Regions from separate parts of the Sus scrofa genome. Here regions 2, 3 and 4 are each linked to region 1. The links are chromatin contacts, called in public HiChIP or PLAC-seq and promoter capture Hi-C maps. All regions are on one chromosome and are shown on one strand. Each heading gives the region's core, a stretch centred on a gene start, on an enhancer-like site or on the middle of the called end of the contact. The rest is flanking DNA. Distances are from core to core; before and after follow the strand shown.

Evidence for each region. Promoter capture Hi-C pulls out the DNA fragments that hold promoters and counts their contacts. HiChIP or PLAC-seq counts read pairs in DNA pulled down with a chosen protein or histone mark.
Region 2: a contact with region 1 is called in an H3K27ac HiChIP or PLAC-seq map of alveolar macrophages. The contact joins the promoter of AMACR here to the promoter of BRIX1 in region 1. A contact is called at or near these places in 1 of 5 promoter capture datasets (liver) and 1 of 2 datasets of contacts at active chromatin or transcription factors (alveolar macrophages).
Region 3: a promoter capture Hi-C map of liver shows a contact between it and region 1, with 5 times the contacts expected there. The contact joins the enhancer-like site here to the promoter of BRIX1 in region 1. A contact is called at or near these places in 3 of 5 promoter capture datasets (fetal liver, fetal skeletal muscle and liver), 10 of 47 Hi-C or Micro-C datasets (blood, embryonic fibroblasts, fibroblasts and 5 more) and 1 of 2 datasets of contacts at active chromatin or transcription factors (alveolar macrophages).
Region 4: a contact with region 1 is called in a promoter capture Hi-C map of fetal liver, with 3 times the contacts expected there. The contact joins the enhancer-like site here to the promoter of BRIX1 in region 1. A contact is called at or near these places in 4 of 5 promoter capture datasets (fetal liver, fetal skeletal muscle and liver), 5 of 47 Hi-C or Micro-C datasets (brain, embryonic fibroblasts, fetal liver and 2 more) and 2 of 2 datasets of contacts at active chromatin or transcription factors (alveolar macrophages and skeletal muscle).

Annotation. Positions count from the first base shown.
Region 1 is chr16:20,510,900-20,513,816 of Sscrofa11.1, forward strand. BRIX1 (BRX1, biogenesis of ribosomes) reads left to right here and starts at 1,382. Exons shown (of 10, transcript NM_001244824.1): 1 at 1,382-1,575. The coding sequence starts at 1,402. RAD1 (cell cycle checkpoint protein RAD1) reads right to left here and starts at 1,273. Exons shown (of 8, transcript XR_308376.3): 1 at 1,139-1,273; 2 at 419-683.
Region 2 is chr16:20,021,923-20,024,839 of Sscrofa11.1, forward strand. AMACR (alpha-methylacyl-CoA racemase) reads right to left here and starts at 1,417. Exons shown (of 5, transcript XM_003133873.4): 1 at 1,043-1,417. The coding sequence starts at 1,301.
Region 3 is chr16:20,118,835-20,121,751 of Sscrofa11.1, forward strand. All of the region lies in intron 3 of LOC110257267 (a long non-coding RNA gene), which reads right to left. Among named protein-coding and RNA genes, the nearest start is that of C1QTNF3, 61 kb to the left of the region's middle. Within about 2 kb of position 1,362, at least 6 of the 83 cell types and tissues checked have an H3K27ac peak or open chromatin away from gene starts, as enhancers often do. A contact at or near this core is called in fetal liver and liver, where this site is marked.
Region 4 is chr16:20,153,724-20,156,640 of Sscrofa11.1, forward strand. No RefSeq gene overlaps it. Among named protein-coding and RNA genes, the nearest start is that of C1QTNF3, 96 kb to the left of the region's middle. Within about 2 kb of position 1,403, at least 4 of the 83 cell types and tissues checked have an H3K27ac peak or open chromatin away from gene starts, as enhancers often do. A contact at or near this core is called in fetal liver, where this site is marked.

The DNA.
Region 1 (2,917 bases), core at 132-2,631:
AAAGGGCATATGCTATGGAAACAAATGTCCTGGGTTCTTATCCCAATTCAGCTGCTTGCCAGCTGTAGGACTGTTGACAAATCACTTAACAGTGTCTCAGTTTCCACATACGTAAAAATGAGAATAATAACAGAACCTACATCAAAGACTATTCTCTGAGGATTAAATGAGTTAAACATATAAAACGCTCAGAAGAGTGCCCGGCCTATAGTTTAGCTTAATATATTCTAGACATTATTATTATTATTAACCATTATCTCTGTTAAACAAGATTGCAGAAGAATTTGTTACCAGGAGAGAAAAAGAATTCAAGTAATGATATTTTGCTCTTTAACTTAAATGATATCAATTAAGACCTTCATTGTCTGGGGTGAAGAATATCACTAAGTCCCAGGCTTAAAGGTGACTACTTTCATACCTGAATAAAAGCATTTGCTTGCACACACTTTGCATTTTCCACTGTGACCTTGATTCCATTTTTAGTAGCGAAACAGGTGGCATGTTCTCGGAAATGAATAGCCTTCAAGATAGTGGAGAGATTCCTCACGTTGTCGAGGCTGGCCACTAAACTGTAATCACTCTCATCTGGGATCTGTTGTGTTAGGAGGGGCATGGTTCACTGCGCATTCCGCCCGGAGAGCGGCTCCTGATGCCAACACCTGCTCCCGCTGGTCGCGGAACACCTGATGAGATCAGACAAACTCCCGTCAATGCTGGCTAAGCCCGCGATCTCAACCTGCGCTGAGCCAAGTGGAAGAGGCCTGGACGGTGAACTCGACCGACCAGGGATTGAACCCCACTTCTGCCACTTAACTGTCTAACTTTGGGGGAAATTATCTCTTTAAGCTACGGTTTCCTCGTCTTCAGTAAGACGACAGTAACCATGAAAAACTGAACGATGAAAACACCCAACAACAACAACATCATTCTACTCGGGCCAGCTTCGCCACGCCAAGATGAGGCTGCGTATCACCAAAGAGTCGGTTTTGAGCTGTCCACGCAGCCAACCTCGTCCCTAACAGACAAGGGGTGGGGGTGGTCCTCGGATCCTCCAAAAGCCCCAGACAACGCGGCGCACCAACCCGCCGCGGGACTGCACCCGTTTACTAGTCTCGATATGCCAAGCGCCCAAACCCACCTTTGGGGTCGGGACGCAGCTCCCTGGCAGCCGGGGAGGAAGTGGAGCGGCTCCCGCCACTTTTTCAGACCCGCCAGCCCCGTCAGCACCGTCACCACAGAGATAGACAAAGCCTAGAGAGTCTGGCATCCGGTACCACAGAGACCGGAAAGAGGCACCTAGAGCTGGAGGACTGCCGAGCCCAGCCCCGGGACCATAGAGATGGGAAAGCGGAGCGAGCGGCGCAGCCGGAAGGAAGGCCCAGAGAGAAGCTGGGGAGCAAGATGGCGGGAAGCAAGATGGCGGCAACCAAGAGGAAACGGCGTGGAGGCCCGGCTGGTCCGGCGAAAAAGCTGAAAAGAAGCGAAAAAGACGCCAAGCCGCCTGCTAAGTCAAGCGAGGTGGCAGAGGAAGCGGAGGAGGAAGATAGAAATCGTATTCCGGGCCCGGTTTGCAAGGTAGAGTGGGCTCTGCGGCCGCGGCTCCGCACGCCTTCTCTGAGGCTACCTATTTGATTATGGCTCTGCGGGTTTCGGAGTTTCTGAGGTGTTCCTGGAGGTCGTTTTCAGCCCTTCCAGCTGGACTGGCTACCAGGTTTATAGCTAAAGCTTGGACACATGGCTGCCCTCCTGGAGGCGCGGGCTGAGCACCTGGGTGGGCTTCAGAGCTTTTAGAGGGTCACAGAGAAGCGACTTTGAGGGTCTTAATTCCAGCGTTTAGTCTTCCATTTACTCCCCTATTGTTGTTGTTGTTGGAGAGTAATAGTTTTACCAATTAAAGTTATTCCTCGCTATTGAGTGTATCCCTTAGAGTAATACTTCCATATACCGACATAGTTAGGTATGGTTAGTTAGGAATCCTAAAGCTTGTTATGTGGCCCTTTAAAAAGTTCCTTTTCTTGGGATTGTGAATTTGACTTGCTTGATCTCGGGGTAATGAAAGCTAGACAAGATAACGTGAGCTTTTCTTGTATTCATGAAGTTTTAACGTGCCGGGCACGGTGAGAAGTTAGGTTTCCCCTGCCTTGGGATTGCAAAACTAGAATGTGACCACTTCAGTTTAGAAGGAAACTAGGAACTTATATGTTTTTTGCTCAAAACAAGGTGAGCACAAGTTGCTGCTAACTTTAATTCGACTGAGAGCTCCTTAAGCCAGGTCAAATATTGTGGAGACTAGAGTTAACATTTGTTTCATAAACTTCTCTGTCGACCTTCAGCTTTGCCAGATCTCTGTTTGACACGCTAGCGAGTAATAAATGACCCTTAATGGTTTGGTGGGGTGGCAAGCATTGGGAAAGGAGTGAGCTTTGAGGAATGAAAGATGAGCTTGAATTGTAGCCCTGCTCTTAACAGGGACGTTTTGAGCTCTTTTCTCACCTGCAAATTGAAAGGAAGAAAATATGATTTGCTTTTTATGAAAAATAAGCAGACTTCTGTTAGATTTTCAGTAAATGTTAAGCGTTCTCTTTTAGGAGCTAGAAAAAATACGATAAGGATCTATGAGTTGAGTTATAAATGAAAATTCTATTTAAATGAAGAAGATAAATATTGCTCTAGAATAAACAGGTTAGGGATTATGAAGGATTTGATTTAGCCTTTGAGCTAGATCCTAAGGTAAGAGCAAAATTCTGATTTTCAGAAAGGGGAAGGAGCAATGCAAGGGAGAGGCGGAAAGGGGAAGAGAGAGGGAGAAACTGATCAAAGACGTTGAAGTATACAAAGTGCTGAAAGTTTAAAAAATACAGCCAAGTTGGCTAGGGTGTAAGGTTGATTTGGGACAATAGTCAGGTAGAAAAAGTTA
Region 2 (2,917 bases), core at 167-2,666, 490 kb before region 1:
TCTGAGGGTAAATGAGTTAACACATTTAAATATGTCTGGTGTCCCAGAGACATTCATCAAACATTTACTGCCTTTCTGCTACATAAGAGCTGAAGCTTTGGATGGCTCCTTGAGCAAAATTATGGTGGCAGTTGTTATCGGAGGATAGATCAGAGTGGTGCTAGGCCCAAACATCAGCATTAAAAAGACCATTATAACTGTGTCAAGAAAGCTGCAGTACATGTGGGGAGAAAGAATCCTGAGTCATAGAAAGGATGAAGAATGTCGGGGTTGGTGACAACTGAAAGCTGGGGGGCAAGAGGTGGTACAGAGGAGGAAGATTGGTGTTCTAGATGAAATACAAGTTTCTGAGTCAGGCAGAGTGGGTGGATATAGACCCCACTGAAAATAAATAATACAGAAGGAAGAAATGCTATTTTAGGAGGAAAGATGATGGGCTCAGTTTGGAATATGTGGAAGCCTAAATGCCCCAGGACTGGCATATAGAGATACACAGGACCTGTGTATTCGTGCAGTCTGTGGCTCTAAAACAAGCAGGTACAATTACAGATTTGGCCATCGACTGCCTGTAAAAGGTAAAAATAATGGGAATGGATAAGGTGGCTCCAAGAAGCAGAGTGCCCAAGAAATTGAACTGAAGCTGGAAGTCGGGAACACTAGCATTTAAGGCAGAGTGTTAGCCTGGGTCTGCAGACGCCCTTATGACGATGTACCTATATGGAGTTTTCGGGGAGATCAATTCTCATAAGGTTCGTGACCCTAAAATAATTTTAAAAGGCAAATATAAAAGGGCGATTAGCAAAAAGAGGAACTTGGGAAGAAGTCAGAAAAAGAGGTACAAGTACAAGAGCAACAGTAGTATCTCGGGTTCCAACTATGGAAGACTGTCTCAGGGGGGCAACGACAATATCAAATGCAGCAGAAAAGTCTGGAAAGACAGGGACGTCTGTGGCAAAAGGGCAAAGGTGTGCTGGGCCCAGCCCCAAACGGTCTGGCGCCCTCCCTCTTTCGGGACTAATCTCTGTCGAGGCCGGGCGCTCACCAGGGCGGAAGGGCTCCAGCACCACGTCCGCCAGTGCGCACAGACGCCGCATCACCGCCGGTCCCTGTGGCAGCTTCAGGTTCACCACCAGCGAGCGCTTGCCCCGGGCCAAGGGGCTCGGGTCGCCAGGGGAGCCGGGTCGGTCTACACGCACCACCTGCGCCCCGAAGTCCGCCAGGACCATACCGCAGAACGGGGCCGGGGCCAGGCCGGCCAGCTCCACGACCCGAACGCCCTGCAGCGGCCTGGCGCCCCGCATCTCCCTCAGAAAGCGGAGAGGAGCAGACAACCCTCAGCTTTTAGCAACGCCGCACACCCCCTACTTCCCTTGCGGGCCCCTCCCGCTAAGCGGCTGCGTCAGGCCGCGGAGTCTGCGCAGTGGCGCGTTTTCCAGCGCCGCCTCCGCCAGTCGGCCGACCCCAGCAGGCTGGGAGGCTTCGTATTTGGTCCCTTTCCCAGTCCAAAATTGTTCCTAGGGCTTGACCTTGGGATCGGTTGGCCGGTCACCGTCTTTTCTTTTCAGGACGCTTCACCCTCGGTGTGTCCATCCCAGCCGTTGTGCTTTGGGCCCTACACCTTGCTGGTCCTGGAGAAATAAAAAGTACATAAGCATTTGAGAAGAAAGCGGCATTTTTTCCGTGGACTGCAGACTGTCTCTTTCACCACCCTTACTTCTTAGTCACCTGATGTTTCACCCACAAATGACTCGCAGGAGAACATGAGAGCAGGTGGTGATCATCAGAGCCAAATGAGAGGGCTTTAAATATTTTTGATTTGTCACCTGCCATTCTACAGATAATTACAGCTTTGTTAAGGATCAGGGCCCTGTGAGGCTCAGGGGCACAAAAGCCCTCTGTGTCCCCCATTTCTTGTTCTTAGGAAATGGGCCTCATTTAGCCTCCGTGACCAAGGGACAGGTTCAGACAGTTGCCAGTCAGGGAAGGGAGGAGATGCAGTGACAAGGGAGGAAGAGCCAAGCAACAATAGTACAGGATCCTGGATCACATAGTAATAGAGGCATCTTGTACACCCCCAAAAAAGTTAGATTCCTTATGCTTCTTTCAGAAATAAATACTTTAAAGTTGAACAGCTTAGAGTCCTTCCTTCTCCTTCTCCCTGACTTAACTGCATCTTAAAAACAATCACTCTTAAGCTAAAAATAGGCACCCTAAGCACAATTGCCTGTGGGTAAAAGATTATTAGCACAAGATGTTTTTTAGGAATTGCCTAGTTCGTTCTAATCGCTGATCAATATGCCCTTTTCCAAGTACTGTTACTCCAGGCAATAACCCAGAAGACCACCATCGTGATCCTGCTGAGATCTCCTGACTCCAGCTTTGATGACTAAGATTCCCTCAAAGAAAGAAGGATGCATGTTTGTCCTGATCCTGTTTCTTCCCTGAAAACCTATTTTTTTCCTTTTTACGACAGAACTCCTCACAATTCTTTCCAATGGAGGGAACAGTCTGTAGGGCATTAGCCTGTGACCCTCCTTTGCCTGGCAAAGCAATAAAAGCCATCTTTTTCTCCTTTACCCCAGACTCTGTCTCTGCAATTCAATTAGGCACCAGTAGACAGAGGCTGAATTTTGGCAACAGTTTAAAGTTATACATTTTTTTCTTTTTCTGGCCACACCTGAAGCACATAGAGTTTCCCAGGCCAGGGCATGAATCAGAGCTGTAGCTGAGGCCTGAGGCCTACACCACAGCTTGCAGCAATGTTGAATCCGTAATCCAATGAGCAAGGCCAAGGATGGAACCTATCTCCTTATGGATACTATGATGGGTTCTTAACCCACTGAGCCACAATGGGAATTCCCTTCAAGTTTTAAATTTAATTTAATTTTATTTTATTTTATTATTTATTTATTTATTT
Region 3 (2,917 bases), core at 112-2,611, 390 kb before region 1:
GAGTTCCTGTTGTGGCTCAGTAGTAACAAACCCGGCTAGTATCCACGAGGATGAGGGTTCGATCCCTGGCCTCGCTCAGTGGGTTAAGGATTCAGTGTTGCCATGAGCTGCAGTGAAGATCACAGACATGATTCTGATCCAGCGTTGCTGTGGCTGTGTCTGTGGCATAGGCCAGCAGCTGCAGATCCAATTCAACCCCTAGCCTGGGGACTTCCATATGCTGCAGGTGCAGCAAGAAAGGAAGGAAGGGAGGAGGGAGGGAGAGAGAGAGAAAGACAGAAAGAAAGACAGAAAGAAAGACAGAAAGAAAGAGAAAGAGAAGGAAGAAAGAAAGACAGAAAGACAGAAAGAAAGAGAAAGACAAGGAAGAAAGAAAGAAAGAAAGAAAGAAAGAAAGAAATTACTAGAGCTATAAACACAGATTTAAATACTTAGATTTTTTCTCGTTATTTATAACTTCAAAAACCATTTAATGCCCTTATTGTTGGGCATGCTTAAATAACTTCTGACATATTCAGTCAATGAAATATTTTTGCCACCAATAAAAATTTATTTACAAAGACTTTCAGAATGTAGGAAATATGTATCACGTGATATGTACTGCATATAAATTTAGCAGAAACAAGTGTATTTTCAGCAATGTTTTGATTTTTTCTTTTTTTCCTTTTTCTTTTTTGTTAGTCTTTTTGCTTTTTGGTTGCACCTGTGGCATGTGGAAATTCCCGGGCCAGGGATCAAACCCACAACACAGCAGCCACCCAGCCACCAGCAGTAACAACACCAGAATCCCAACCCCCTGAGCCAGGAGGGAACTCCCTCTTTTTCTTTTTCATAGAACATAAACTGAAAGAAATACATCAAAATAGTAACTGTGTCTTATCTCTGGGGGATGATGTTTTGATGATGTTTTCTTCTTTAGGCTTTTCTGTGTGTTTTTTCACTTTTCTAATGAGCATGTATTCCATCTCTCGGAGGAAGTTTTTTAAAGGGCACCTTATTTCATGATTATCCTCCGCTTTTGACCGTTGATGCATTCTTCGCATTTTTACGTCTGAGGACCTTTGATTCTTTTAAGTCATCACGTGGCTGAGAGTTTCCGTCACTTTGTCCCCCTCCTGCTTCCTTTACAGTGGAACCACCTCAAACTCGATAACAAGCACTTCCTGTTGAGCCAAGCTGCAGCCTTGGGAAGGGCTGGGAAACAGAGCTCTGAAGCCCACTGCTGTCTCCATCCTGCTGTCTGTCAAAGGCCCCTTCTAAACTGGGAAATCTTTAGAGTCTGCTCCTCAGAGTCCCCCGTGGTGTTCAGTGACTGACAATAAGCTTCTGTGACTGTAGAATAAGTGCCTGACGTTAAGCTTTTGCTAGCCAAGGCCTCCATCCATCTCAAACAGACACACTGCCAGCAACACAACTAGATAAAGGGCCAGGCCGCCCCACCCTTGGAGTTCCCCGTGCAGGGAGCCTGGTGATGTAGATAACGACTGCCTGCGTGGCCCTGCTTTTCCCTCCTAGTGTCCCAATCCCCACTCTTGCGGTTTAAATTCACCAAGAAAGAGCGAAATCCGAGGCACCCCACCCTGGACCCCAGTAAAGGCAGAACCTCAGAAATTGACATAGAACCTCTTTCTCTCTCTCTCTCCCCCCACAACCTCACTGTGTGGTCCTAAGAATGCCTTGCACCCTCCAGGACGTCAGCGTCATGAATCTTGTGTGTGGGTTGGTTGGTTGGTTGGTTTTTTAAGCTTCTTGATGCTCTCAGGAGCTACATCTTGCAATAATAAAACAACAACAAAAGGGCGGTCCAGCCGCAGCACTGGTTCTGGTTGGTTGGGGAAACATCCCTGTTACCATTTTGATGTATTTCTCTCGGTTTATTTTCTACTAAAAAGAAAAAGAGGAGTTCCCATCATGGCACAGTGGAGACAAATCCGACTAGGAACCGTGAGGTTGTGGATTCGATCCCTGGACTCACTCAGTGGGGTTAAGGATCCGGTGTTGCTATGAGCTGTGGTGTAGGTCGCAGATGCGCCTGGGATCCCGAGTTGCTGTGGCTGTGGTGTAGGCCGGTGGCTAAAGCTCCGATTCGACCCCTAGACTAGGAACCTCCACATGCCGCAGGTGCAGCTCAAAAAAGACAAAAAAGCCAAAAAAAAAAAAAAAAAAAAGAAAGAAAGAAAGAAAAGAAAAAGAAAAAGAGAGTTCCCCTGACCATCATGACCTAGCCAGAGCAGGGCTAGCACCGAAGCCCAGGCTTAAAAGCCCAGTTTCCCTGTCCCTGCTGTAAACAACCAGGGTAATTTGACAATGATCTCTTCGGCGTCTGTGCTGCGTGGGGAAAAGAAGAGGCAAGTGAATGGAGCCAGAAACAAAAGAGGAGAAGCCGGCCAGGGTGGGCTGGCTCCCTTGGAGTCTACACAGGGCTTTTTGGAGGGGCTCCAAGGACCCCACCACATTTCCCCATAGGAGAGTTCAGGTTCATGTTTTAGTCACTGACTCTGTTTTCAGTCCCTTTGGGTCTTCCTGGTGGGCCATGGATCAGAGAGGCAGCCTTACAGCCATAAAGCCCAGCCCCGAGAGCAGGGTTTGCCCTTCTCTGGATTCTGTGTGTGCCGGGGAGAGGGGGCCCATCACACCCCGAAGCTCCCACGAAATGGCCCAGAGCCTCTGACACCACCTCAGCCCCTCCCAGATCTTCTTCTTTGGTTTCTAAATGGCTCTTCATTCCTTTTCTCTGAAAAGAAGAAAAAGGCAGCCTTAATTGCACTGGTATCGGTGTCTACCCCTGGGAGCTCTGTGTCCTCACGGATCCTTGCACCGGAGCTGGGGAGGCGGCCTTTAGTGAGCCAGACCCTGTGTGTTGTGTGGGGGAGTTCCAGCATCTCATGTGGCTGGGCCAGGAGGCTTTAGTGAGCCT
Region 4 (2,917 bases), core at 153-2,652, 360 kb before region 1:
AAAAAAAATCTTTGATCACATGTAAAAATCCACATAACCCTATCGAATTCAATTCAGACAAGAATTATTCATTGAGTTGTAGGAATTACAGTAGACTATAGGAGATGATTTCTTTTCTTGAAGGGAAAGAGAGGCAAATATTTTGCATGTGAGATAATTAGAGAGCAGAGCAAGGGAAAACAATCTGAAACATGCTACTGACTTTAAACCTGGTTGATAGTGAACAAAAGAACAGGGAAGGCAAATGAGGAGAAAAGTATTATTAATTGGAGACAAAGTCCTAGAACTAGTTCTTGAGCTTTGGGCAGAGGGAGTTCTGATCTAATGCTAATGCAGGTGACTTTGTTCTGAAAGGACATCAATCTAAATATAACTTGTCCCAAGGAGGGTTTGGGAACTGGTCAAGTGGAAAAGAATGCGATTCAGTACCCATCTCCTGGATGAACGTGAGTGGCTCCCAAGGACTGGAAACCCCCCCAAGTAGGAAGGTTGTAAACCCAGAGGAAAAGTGGAAGGGAAGCCAGAGGGGGTCATTAGCCATGTCAGAGTGCCAGATCCACCTCAGCCACTTTATCTTTGCTTCCTGTCTGCCCTTGGAGGAGGTATTGTCAGGAATAGTATGAGAGTCCACGGTGAGGAAGGGAGAGAAACCTAGTGGTGGGAGAGGAATGATGTCTGAGAGGACTGGATTAGAAATCATAAGACAAATTAACTCCTTAACAACTCTTCTGTCCATTAAAAGTCCAAAATGGAATGCATAGCCTCTGCCATCGTCTTCCAAACCTGGTCATCTTTCTATGTTGCCCATTGCATACCACGCCACTTTCATGGCGTCAGCCATTCAGAAAGGGATTTTCTCTCCTCCTTGTGAAGTAGAGGAAGGACTTTTCTTTGCCACTCTTATGTTTAGTGACTGGGACCTGTGAATTAAACTAACAAAAGACAGATAAATGGGGGAAATTTTTATTTACATGTGCAATATGCATGAACACGTGCAATATGCATGAACACAGGGCAGCTTGGTGATGAGTAACTCAGAGGGTTGTTAGAATCAGTAGATTAGTAGGAAAAAGGAGGGGAGGAAACCTGCTATGGGAAGAATAAATAGGTTTCTTTAGAAAAGACAAACAGGTCTTTTAGGGGAACAAACAAGAGATAAAGTTTGTGGTAATGTTTGTCTGTGCAGGTATGAGTGGCCTTTCTAACTTCATCAAAAAATCCCCCCAGAGAAGGCATTTGTGGTCGGTTCCCTCTTGGTCTCTCCTGGGGGCAGAGCTGTCCCCAAAAAAAGAATTTATGGTAACCCTCATTTCTCAGAAGTTCCTGCCTTTGGTCAGATAAGCGAAGCTCTGAGAAGGCTTCTTTCTGTATCTGTTGAATCTCAAAGGTCTCTGGTTTCAAATAACCTTTGCACCAACTCGAGGGCTCTGAGTGGGTCTCCTCACTTGTGGCTCTGCTTTTAGTTCATGGCCTGACTCTGCTAAGCCTCGGAGTTTCTAAAAGACATTATTAATCATTTATCCCCAGAATCTCACATATGGATTGCCCGTTCAGTAAATAAGTTTGAATGAATGAGTACATAAAGGAAAAGAGGATTGTTTTCCTACTATTTATCAAAGGGCAAGAAACAAAAATCCTGACCCCTCTTAGAGAACAATTCCCAGAGCTGTCACTAGCCTGATCTGTCTCCCAGGATATCGTCCTGTACTCTCAACTCTTCATAGCCAGTCTCCTTCAGGTTTTGTGGGCATCTGAAACCAGCATATCCCAGTATGCAGCCATCGTTTTTCATGAAAACCTACTCTTCACCTATTTCCTAATTCAGGGAATGGCAAGCCCCCATACACCCAACTGCCCAAGTTCTATAAATGCCACTTCTCCCTGACTCTCCTCTTTTCCCCTACAGGGATTCACCATGCAGTCCTATTGATTCTACCTCTAACACATCTCTCTAGAATAAGCATTCTCTCTGCCCCCATTCTGTTTGCCTCCCTGTTGCCTGGTGTTCCAACCATCTCTTAACTGGTTTCCTATTTCTAATGTCTTTGTTCCCTAATCCATCATCACATTTTCCAAAACAGACAACCAAAGGGTTGTTTCGGAACATCCTCTAATACTCCGAGGGGTCATGTTTCCTTAATTATGAGATGACACTGTGGACACCCTCCATAGCCTCCCCCATCACCCATCACACTTTTAAGGGTCACAGGCCTCTAGTCTGCACCTTGAGCCCATTCATCCTGCAACCAGCTCCCCCTCGGCTCCTTTCCCCTCTCTGGCTTCTCAGCTTCACTCCCAACTCACACTCACTGTACTTATATGGCCTCTCCTGGCCACTGGTCCCCTTAAGGAATTTCACAGTTCCTATCTGCTTCTTCAGGTTCTATTCCATTAGGCAAAACCAGATTTTAACTGAACCTCCAGAAACGATAGAGCGTAATGATGGCAGAGTCAAAGGGATCATCCACCTTATTGTTGAAAAATACGCATCTGGAATTTTCTCTGTCTCCCTGGCCGTGATCTCCTCAAAGCCAGGACTCATACTTTGCCGTGTGTGTTCAAGGCCTTCCATCTTCCCTTCGTCTCTGCCAAAGTCCTCTCAGCCCCCCATCCTCAGTGCTCGCAGACAGTTCCAAAATTTCCATGTTTATTAGACCAGCAATGTAACTCTGCATGTTGATGCTGGTTGCATCTAGTCTTTGACCACCTGGGCTCACCTTTTGTAACCAGTCAGTTCTGTGAAGCTATTTTCTGGAACAAAGGTGCAGGTCTCTGCTTAGGAGAAAGTCTGCCACCCCTTGGGCCAATCAACTCAAATTACAGTTAGCTTTTAATAAGTGTGCTTTGTTGGAGTATATTGGGGTTAACTCAGATCTTTTCTTTTTCTCAACTAGTTAATAGTTAATATTTTTGGTTC